Linked DNA regions of Sus scrofa: region 1 is linked to region 2. The links are chromatin contacts, called in public Hi-C maps. All regions are on one chromosome and are shown on one strand. Each heading gives the region's core, a stretch centred on a gene start, on an enhancer-like site or on the middle of the called end of the contact. The rest is flanking DNA. Distances are from core to core; before and after follow the strand shown.

The links. Hi-C and Micro-C count contacts between places; a contact is called where the count stands out from the background.
Region 1: a contact with region 2 is called in a Hi-C map of liver, with 4 times the contacts expected there. The contact joins the promoter of NPHP1 here to the promoter of ZNF514 in region 2. A contact is called at or near these places in 1 of 5 promoter capture datasets (liver) and 2 of 47 Hi-C or Micro-C datasets (heart right ventricle and liver).

Annotation. Positions count from the first base shown.
Region 1 is chr3:46,375,425-46,380,400 of Sscrofa11.1, reverse strand. NPHP1 (nephrocystin-1) reads left to right here and starts at 2,122. Exons shown (of 20, transcript XM_013995823.2): 1 at 2,122-3,241. The coding sequence starts at 3,173.
Region 2 is chr3:46,107,205-46,112,122 of Sscrofa11.1, reverse strand. ZNF514 (zinc finger protein 514) reads right to left here and starts at 2,205. Exons shown (of 4, transcript XM_021087083.1): 1 at 433-2,205.

The sequences.
Region 1 (4,976 bases), core at 873-3,372, 270 kb before region 2:
GACAGCTGAATCTTTTTGGCCAGCTGTTTTACTGGAACTGGTCAGGAAAACAAGGGACTGTAAAAATAAATGAAGTAAAGGCGGTGTATGTAAGACCTTTGCACTTCCAAGAGTGGCAGTAAACTCTAAGTGATCTTGGATAAGTTTGTTTTTTTTCTTTCTTTTTTTTTTGGCCGAGCCCATGGCATGTGGAAGTTCCCAGGCCAGGGATTGAACCCAAACCACAGCAGTGACAACTGCTGAATCCTTAACCGCTAAGCCACCAGGGAACTCCAGCACCATGTTAACATAAGAAAATTCAGAAAAGTTGTTTCACAGAAAGCCACTTTTTTCCACTTTCATTCTGTGAATGCAGTATTCAGGGAATGAACCGTTAGTTCTAGAGCTCCATCCCTTCTGGGCTGCAGTTGGCTGAAGTATCCAAGTCACCATTCCTCACTGAGGCTCAAAGAGGTGAGGCCTTTGAGACAAGGTAGGTTTCTTAGGGCACATGCGTGGTGCCCCCAGACTGTTGGTATGTGCCCAGTTAAGCCTCTAGGTTGTGACCCTCTGGGCCTGTTCATGTTCCCAGTGAACCTGGTCTTCCCAGTATTGATTCCTTTCTCATCAGTTAGGTGCAGCACCATGACACACTCATCTCCCTCTCGTGTCTCACCTCAGTGTTCTGTCATGCCTGCCTCTTTACACTGGGCCCATGTGGCCCGGCACTGTGGCGGACAGTTCTCCTTAACGTTGCCTCTCACTGTTTCCCTTCTAGCTCTCTACCCCTTGCCCTACTTAAACATGTTTGGTTTTTTCCCCTGAAAATACTGCTTTACGTGGAGACATTACTTTTTCTGTATTAGCCACTAGATCTACACTATGATTCCCTCAGAAGCTTTTAAATTCTCTTTCAGTGTCATCCGTGAGGAAGCTATACAAAGTTGATATTCATTGTAACGCAGTGATGAAAGAAAATCATAACGAGTTTTATGAAGTAGCTTGTTCTCAGGAGAGACACTGGCCGTAGTGTTCTTTGGTTTTGGCCATCTGGCTTTAAAACTTTCTTGTAGGTTACTCTGATTTCCATAATGGCATCAGGGATGACAACAGAGAGCAATGACTAGTGTTAAGGTGACTATGCTAGGTATTATAAGTCAAAAGAAATGTAAATTAATGAAAAAGAAGGCAGTTAACTGAGTAATCTCATTCCTTACAGCATAGTGAATACCTAAGTGGTTTCCTCAAGCTTGAATGTGCAAATGAAACACTATTATTAAAATATAGATTCTGATCCTGTAGGTCTGTGGTGAAGCCTGAGATTAGGCATTTCTAACATTTTCCCAGGTGATGTCGATGATGTTGATCCAGGACTCATAAGGAATAAATGCTTGTCACTCTGAATTGGGTACAAAAATGTATAAAGTCAAACTCATCTTTCCACCTAAGGTGAACAACAGTTTTTTGCCTCCTTCCTCATACATATACACATACGTAGGGAGTTTGTTTATTTTAACCAACATAGAATTGTACCATCTTCATGACCCTGTAACTGTTCCATTTAAAATATGGAAATGTCTACAAAGCAGGTAGAATTTTTTCATTTACTTATAGACATATATGTAAAATAAATATTTCATAAATGACGGATTGTCTGTAGTGCCTTTTTTTCTTTTTGCTTATCTCTTACAAGATCACTTAGATGTACTGATTTATTAATCCATCTAGAAATACTTTGTAGCACTTAACTACCTCCTTTTTCAGCTTTTTAATAGAAATACTATGGTTATTTACGTGAAGTGTCATGAGCCGTAATGTAGAAAAAATTCAAAATAAAGACATGAGCTACAAAAAGCAAGAGTAGAATGGGTGAGTATATTAGCGGATGTCATAAAATGAAATACCAGAGAGCACTGAGAATGAACAACCATAATGCACATAATGATACAGATGTACAAACATACTGAGTGAAAGAAGCCTAACAAGATGCCAGTACACGCTGCATGATTCCATTACATAGCTCAAAAGGAGGCAAGACAAATTTTTACAGGTGGAAGTTAGGACAATGTTTACTTTTTTTGTTTGTGGTTTTTTTTTTGTTTTTTTGTTTTGTTTTGTTTTTTGGCTGTGCCGTGATGCATACAAAAGTTGCTGGGCCAGGGATTGAACCGAACTACAGCAGTGGTAACACCAGGTCCTTAGCCACTAGGCTGCCAGGGAACTCCTAATGTTTACTTTTGATGTAGGGTGTGGAGGTGGGCAGGGATTAGAAGGTGGGGAGGACTACTAGGGTGATGGTCATGTTCTGTATCCTAATCTGTGATGTTACACGGAGATGGGGGGGTGTTCAGCATGAAAGTTAAGCAAGGTGAGTTCCTGTCACTTTTCTCTATACTGTGAAAAAAGTACGCAAATAGCGTGGCAGTTGGGCCTGTGGAATTGTGTGTTGTACTGAAAAATACTTAATATCGGTGTGGTTCCTCTTGAAAAGTTAGTTCAGATAGTTATTTTTATCCGGTGTAGTGGAAAAAAATTGGAAATTGGGTTTATGGGACTGAGTCCCGCTCAGGAAAATATTACAAACCTCTCTGAGAGATGTAAAATTGAGCTCATAATTACGTGCTCACGGGATTGCTGTAAAACATAAAGAATTACTACTCACAGAACTAAGGGTGAACAAGCAAAACTACAATGAAGTGATAACAAGAAATATCCCAAACGGCAAAGAATTAAAAACTGCCGATTTGAAGTGAGAGTATACGCCAGAACCATGTATGCCATGCTATCCGTGCAGTTAATTTAAGGCATTAAAATTCTTAAATTGTATCTTAAGATTAGTTCCGCAAAACTGGTATCAGAAAACAAATACCTTACCACCGAGAACTCCAACAGGAATGGCGTGACATTAGAGTATTGTGGGACTTGTAGTTTCGGACGCCGAAGGGCATTCCCCCCAACTCCACCCCAGTCCTTCGGGATTGGTGAGGAATAGGTGACTATCTGGGCTGTGAGCCCGAGTACAGAGCTCAGTCCCTGCGGGCTGGCGGGTTACCTTCACCAAGATACGCTCTTCCCGCCTAGCCAGCGGGGCTGTAAGGAGGCGAGACCCTCACGCGGTAGTGACGTCACCTTCCGGCGCCACCTCCTTGGTTTCCCTGGCGACCGGCCTGAGCTCCGCGCCGACTCTAGGGAGATGCTGGCAAGGCGGCAGCGCGATCCCCTCCAGTCTCTGCAGCGCCGCAGTCAGGAACTGAAGAAGCAGGTAAACGTCTGGCAGTCCCAAGGGGGGACCTGGGCTCTGGCAGCGGGCGAGATCTGGGTGGGGCGCACCCTAATCCTGGGAGCCTATCCCAACCCACCTACCTTTTCAAGTTGCAACGCTCCCCCACCCCCAACACCCCAGTACTAACCCCTGGTTCTAACTCCTCACGCTCCCAACCCAATTCGGGGGGGCTAGAAAATCAGGACCCTCCTCACCCACCCCCACCCCAGCCTCCAGCATTTCCATCCCCAACCTAAGAATTCACTTACCTACCTCACGTCCAAATCTAAACTTTTTTTTTTTTTCCTTAGGGCCGCACCAGCAGCATATGGATGTTCCCAGGCTAGGGGTCTAATCGGAGCTACAGCTGGCGGCCTACACCACAGCAGCAGCACAATCCGAGCCGCCTCTACGACCTACACCACAGCTCCTGGCAGTGCGGGATCCTTAACCCACTGAGCAAGGCCAGGGATCGAACCTGCCACCTCATGGTTCCTCGTCGGGTTCGTTAACCACTGCCAGGAGGGGAACTCCCCCAATTTTTTTTTTTTTTTTTTTTGGTCTTTTTGTCTTTTTGCCATTTCTTGGGCCGCTCCCGCAGCACATGGAGGTTCCCAGGCTAGGGGTCTATTCAGAGCAGTGGGCCTACACCAGAGCCACAGCAACGTGGGATCCGAGCCGCGTCTGCAACCTATACCACAGCTCACAGCAACGCAGGATCCCCAACCCACTGAGCAAGGCCAGGGACTGAACCGGCAACCCCATGGTCCCTAGTCGGATTTGTTAACCACTGAGCCACCACGGGAACTCCCTAAATTTTCAATAGTAATCGTTCCACTGTCTCTGTGCCCAACATCGATGGGGGAGAGTGTCATTCTCCATGCCCCCTTTCCTTTATCCCTCCACTATCCCAGTAGTGGAGGCTATTGAGTGTGTCTGCTTCACATGAACCCAAGCAAAATAGGGGTCAAAGGAAAGTCTTAAAAAACACGAAAAATATTAAAACCTGACAAATGAACAAAGGACATGAACTAAAGAAGAAATTCAGGTAACAGGAGAAAAGTAATCTTCAAAGATAATCAAGTAATTGCCAAGGAAATAAGATATCACAAACACTTAAAAAAGCACATACTCAGTACTGAGGAGGCTGTGTTGAAACAGACACTGGCACTGCATTTCCAAAAGCAGTTTGACAAGATGTAGCAAATAGTCATGCTCCTAGGCTGGGTAATTACATTTCTAGGAGTTTACCATACACAGTAATTAAAAAAAAAAATTTGAGGCAGAGGTGGAAATGTGAAAGTATTCATTACAGTATTACTTATAGTAGAAAAGGCTGACTACAACTTAAATCATCAGTAGTAGGGGAATGGAAAAACATGGTGGGGTGTAATGCTGTGATTAAAATTTTGTTAAGGAGATTTTAACGTGTTAGGGAAAATATTTTATAAAATGTCAAGTTAGAAAAAATAACAATGGATAGATAGTATAATACATATTATAAAGACATATAATATTAAATGTATAGCATTTCAATTTTAAAATTTAATATGTAATATGCACACAAAAATGATGGAAACATGCCAGAATGGTAACTCTATGTGGTAGAATGCTAATGACTATTGTGTGTTTCACTTCATACTTTTTGATACTTTCATAACTTTGAACACTCTATATCTAAAAGTTAAGAAAAAAGTAATTAGTAATTAATTGGTTGTTAATTTATTTTTTGAAA
Region 2 (4,918 bases), core at 956-3,455:
TGCTGATCATGTACACTGCTGACCTCCTATGGAGGTGAGCTAGAAAAATATTATTACTTAATGAAGTGATAAAGGAAGTGACTGGCAAGGCTCCAAATGGCCCCACTGTCCTCTGATCCCTGGCCAAGGGCCAGTCCCTCACAAGTTTGTTTACCCTCTCCCTGCCACAGCAGGAAGAGATCCTCTCCTGCTCTTCCCCCTCTCCTCTGCCCTTTGGGACGAGTCTCCCATGGCCATCCCCTCCACCGTGTTCTCTGGATGTTGGGACTTTATGCTCCCGAGCCTGGGAGGTTAAGCACCATCACAGGGAAAGCAGCCGCAGTCTCTGCCCCTCCAGTGGGATTCCGCGGCCATTTCTTAGGGTCCATCTCCTCCTAGGCCCAGTACTAACTCCCCAAGAGGGTTCTACCCCGTAACTCTCCAGAGCCAAACCTGATGCTGTGGAGTCCATAGCTGGGGCTAAGGGGTGATGTCCTTTTACTAGGTCCAAATTTCTGTCCTTCGGCGCGTCCCGGCGGTCCTCCCGAGGTTCAGGGAGCAGGGAGCAAGCTGGGTGACACTGGGCATTCCATCACCGGCGCAGCGACCTCTAGCCGACTCGCAGGGCCCAGAAGAGAACTATCAAACCCCGACATATCCGCGTGCAGTGCGGCCGCTGAGGCGATACTCTTCTCTCCCTCCCAGACCTCTCACAAGCCCAGCTTCCAATTACGCTCCGCCGTCCTCCTCCTCCTCCTCCTCAGGACCAGGCTCTGGAACCCAGTGCCCATGAAGACCACCAGGAAATACGGCCACAGCGACACCTGCGATACCGGTGCCCCGCGCTTCCCCGCAGCTCCGAGACGGCAGGGATTCCGGGGAGAACCTCACAGTTGCAGCTCGGCCCTTGCAAGTCTGCACCCACCTCCAGGCCTCCACAGCCCTTCGCAGGCGGGCAGACCGAGGGACACTCCCAACTGCTTCGGGTTCGGGGCGTGGCACCCAAGTCAGGCTGCGAGCCGGGAGTCGCGAGACCCACAAAGATCGGAGCCACGCCCCCGCCCGAGCCCCCTCTCCCCCGACCCTTCAGGAGCCTGCGCAGACCCGCCGCCAACCGAAGATCGCTGGAACGTGCGTCGGGGGTGGGTCCACGGGAGGGGAGGAGCCGGCCAGAGCCACAGAGGTTTAGGAATGTGGAGTGTTGGGTTTCGATAAGGGGAGGGAACTAGCGCACCAGCGATCTGGTTGGGAGTTTAACTCTGCTTCACCCTAACCCCTTCACCGGCTGGGAAGCGGAAGCAGCTCCTGTATTGCGAGTGGCTCTTGTAGCCGGGCCTACAGCTCGGTTTGGGGCTCTTCAACAAAAGAAGCCACTGGGCACTTGTTAAAAAAGAGAAGCCTGGCGCCTACCCGAGTTTGCTAAATAAGGATTTCTATGAGCCTCTCCGGACGTGTGTATTTCTTAACAAGTGCCTAGGAGATCCTGATGGCTCATTGCGAGCTACTAGCTGCTCTTCTACAGCTAGCCCTTTGCCTCTTCGTCTTTCTCACTGCCCCTGGTTTTGAGTTCACGGGAAGGGTGCACTCAAAGATGGGAGGGCTTTGGACTCCCTCTTGCTCTGGAAATGAGTAATATTTAGGATCTAAAAGAAATGGAGAAACAGTCTGGATATTAAAACGATTCTCTGGACGCAGTACCCAACCAGAGAGGGCACTTGTGAGGACTGAGAGGTTGGTTTGTAGGCCCTCTTTAGGGATTCAAGGACAAATAACCTATTAAATCAGAACAAAAAGGCCGTTCTTCTTCCTTGCTCTTTCAGTGGGTTTCACTTTTCTATCAGCACTTCTGGTGGCACAGATGGCCAGGATGGTACAGCAAGTGAGGCAGTAAGCCCTTTTTCTCCAAAGCAAGGGAGGCAGAGAAGGGGGGCTGCCTGGGAACCATAACTGGCAAAGGAGTTTCTGTTCTCTTCTTTGCTCTAGAACCAAAAAGGTGAAGGTACAGATGCATGAGAAAAGAGTGGCTCATTGGTGGCTAACATGGTAGAAATGGAACGGCTTCAGATGAACTCGAGAGGCACTGCATGCCCCTGGTACCTTTTCCTGTAGGCACTGGCCTGCTACAGTGCCTGAAATTTCCCACTCTTAAATTCAGTCCTTTGGGACAGACCTTGAGCTAGAGGCCCTTGTTAACAATGCACATTTGTTACCCAGCAGAGCTCATCAATAGCTTAACAGGCTTATCTTCTCCCTAACTCAGAGCACTCTGCCATTTGGTGCCAATTGCTGTGGGAGCCCCAGTCCCCAGCAGCCAGATGGTTTTTCCCATTACCCCCAACATTCCCTTTTGCTGCTGCTTTGTACTCAAACCCTTCTCCCACCCAAACCATTTGTGATGACTGCTGTATTCTGTCCCTAGGTTTGCCTTTTCCAGAATGTCATATAAACAGGGTTATACAGTATAACCTGAGAGTGGCTTCTTTCACTCAGCATAAAGTTTTTGAGATCCAACCATGTTGTCATGTGTATCAGTAGTTCATGCCTTTTTATTCTCTCCTTTAAGGAAAGTTGTCACAAGGTGCTATACAACAGATCCAATTACATCCTATTTACCAGAATGTCTTGGTTCGTGCACACAAGTCAGAAAAAGAATTTTCTAGCCTAGCAAGGTGAAGAGAAAGACAAGTTTATTGAGATAAGAGATGCTGTTAGTGCAGCAGGATGACTTCCTGATAAACAGGGAGAGCCAACCCAGAGCTCGTGATCCTGTCTGTTTTTATAGCCCAGAGAAAAAGGAGAGGAGAGGTCTTACCATGCACCTGTTGACCTGCTGACTGGCTGGAGAAAGATGGGGTCTTTCAATAGACTTGCTGGTTGGGTGGAGGCATATATTGCCCTTATAAGGGCGGGGTGAGGAGTGGGCCACATACCTTTACTAGTAGGAGTCAGGAAGGAGTAGGCCAGGTTGTTCAAGGTGGGGGAAGGGGCTTTACAATGAGATGGGTGGGGCGATAAGTGTATGGTAGTTTCTGTCTTGGCCAGAGGCTTTTGAGTTCTGTCTCCTTAAAGAGGCTCTGAAGTCCCACACAGAACACAGAACCAGACCTAGCTACCAGGAAATGTAGTCTTTATTCTTGTGTCTGGCTAAGATTCTATTATCACAGAAAATGGAGAGAAAAGATAATGGGAGATAGCAGATTTTAACGAACAGTATTAATTGCAGTTTATCCAGAGGAAAAGCAAATAACAAGAGCATATCTCTAATCCAGATTAGCCTGAAAGAGATGGCTTACTTTAAGGAACTCAAGGAATTTTAGGAAGTAATTAGAAGAAACAAAAACGTGACAGATGGCTGGTGCTTTTGTAAGGCAGGACTGAAGTACAGAGATTATTTCAGGTCCTCTGTGTACTCTGGCAGACAGATTTTCCTTAACTAATCTAGGATGTTAGAGCACCACCATCTCCACCCTTTGACTTACCTGGGTAAGGATCCCCACAGTAAAAACAGGAAACTGTTCACAATTAGGGTTCAGGCATATACAGTCATTTAGGGTGGACTAAAGATGACCCAATGGTGTCCATTTTGAGAAAAAGAAACAAAAGCACAGCAGTAAATTGCTAATCTGAGGTGGAATCAAACCTAGGCATCAGAAGAAGTAATGCTTTTCAGGTATAGTGTAAAACTGTACCTGAATATTTCTCTTCCACCCCATCCACCCAGCTTCTGGTGATATGCATGCCCCTCAGGAAAACAGAACTTGTAGTAAAAAATAAAGAATATTACTACTAAGTAGCCAAATCCCTTTGCTAGGAGACAAACCATCCTTTCCCCACAGACTGAGTAGTAAAACTGAAAACACATCTCTAAAGGGCTATGCTCTTCTGCTATGATAACACCTTCCCCCCCCCCCCCCATGAGGCATGTGGAAGTTTCCTGGCTAGAGACTGAACCCAAGTCACAGTAGGGACCCAAGCTGTTGCAATGACAATGCTGGGTCTTTAACCCACTGTGCCACAAGGGAACGCCCTAAGATAACATCTCTTAAAAAGGCCATATGGTATAAAAGAATGACACTTTCTTTTGAAAAAGAGTGTGGAGAGATGTAAATCTGGGTAAAGAGTACCAGCAAAGAGAAGAAATGCTCAGAGAAATAAGGTCAAGGGGTGTCCAAGAAGAGGGGTCTTAGAACTGCAAGAGGGGGCCTGGGAGGAGCAGGGATTGATGGTAGAAGCAACCTGCAGCAGTTCAGAAGGCAGCAGCATAGGCAACACAGGCAAGCAGAACAGCAGCAAAGCACAGCAAAACTGTCCTTTGAAAGAGAACATTGCAAAGCTATACTCCACTCCTGCCTCCACCTGTTTGGAGAGAAACACCCATGAAAGAAGAATAAAATCCTATATGGCAGGATTTTTTTTTTTAAGGCTACTTATTCTTTGACATGCCATCCCTTTGAGAGGTGAGCTATAATGCCCTCCCCTTGAATCTGGGCAAACTTGTGACTGCTTCAACAGTGAGTGACACAGCAAAAGTGACACAACTGATTCTCAATGCTAGATCATATAAGGCCATGCAGCTTCTGTCTTGTTCATTTGTGTTGCAAAGATGTCACATTCTGACTTTTCCCCTGGACCATGATTTTCCTTGGGGCAGTAACTGTCTTATTTGTGCTGTAACAGCACCTTGTCTGTGGGAGGCAATTTAGGTTTTTTTGAGTGCAAGTGTTGACTTGTTCCGGAAAAGTATTTATCACATTCTCTGTGTAATCTCAAATCTTCCCTGAGGCTATAGATCACTGATTCTTAAGTTTTAGCTGCACATTAGGATCGCCTGCAGATCGCTTCAAACTCATTCCTCAGAGTGGGCCCCAGGCATCAATATGTCAAAGCTCTTCAGGTGATTCTGGCGTGCAGCCTCGGTTAAGAATCCCTGCGAGGTCTC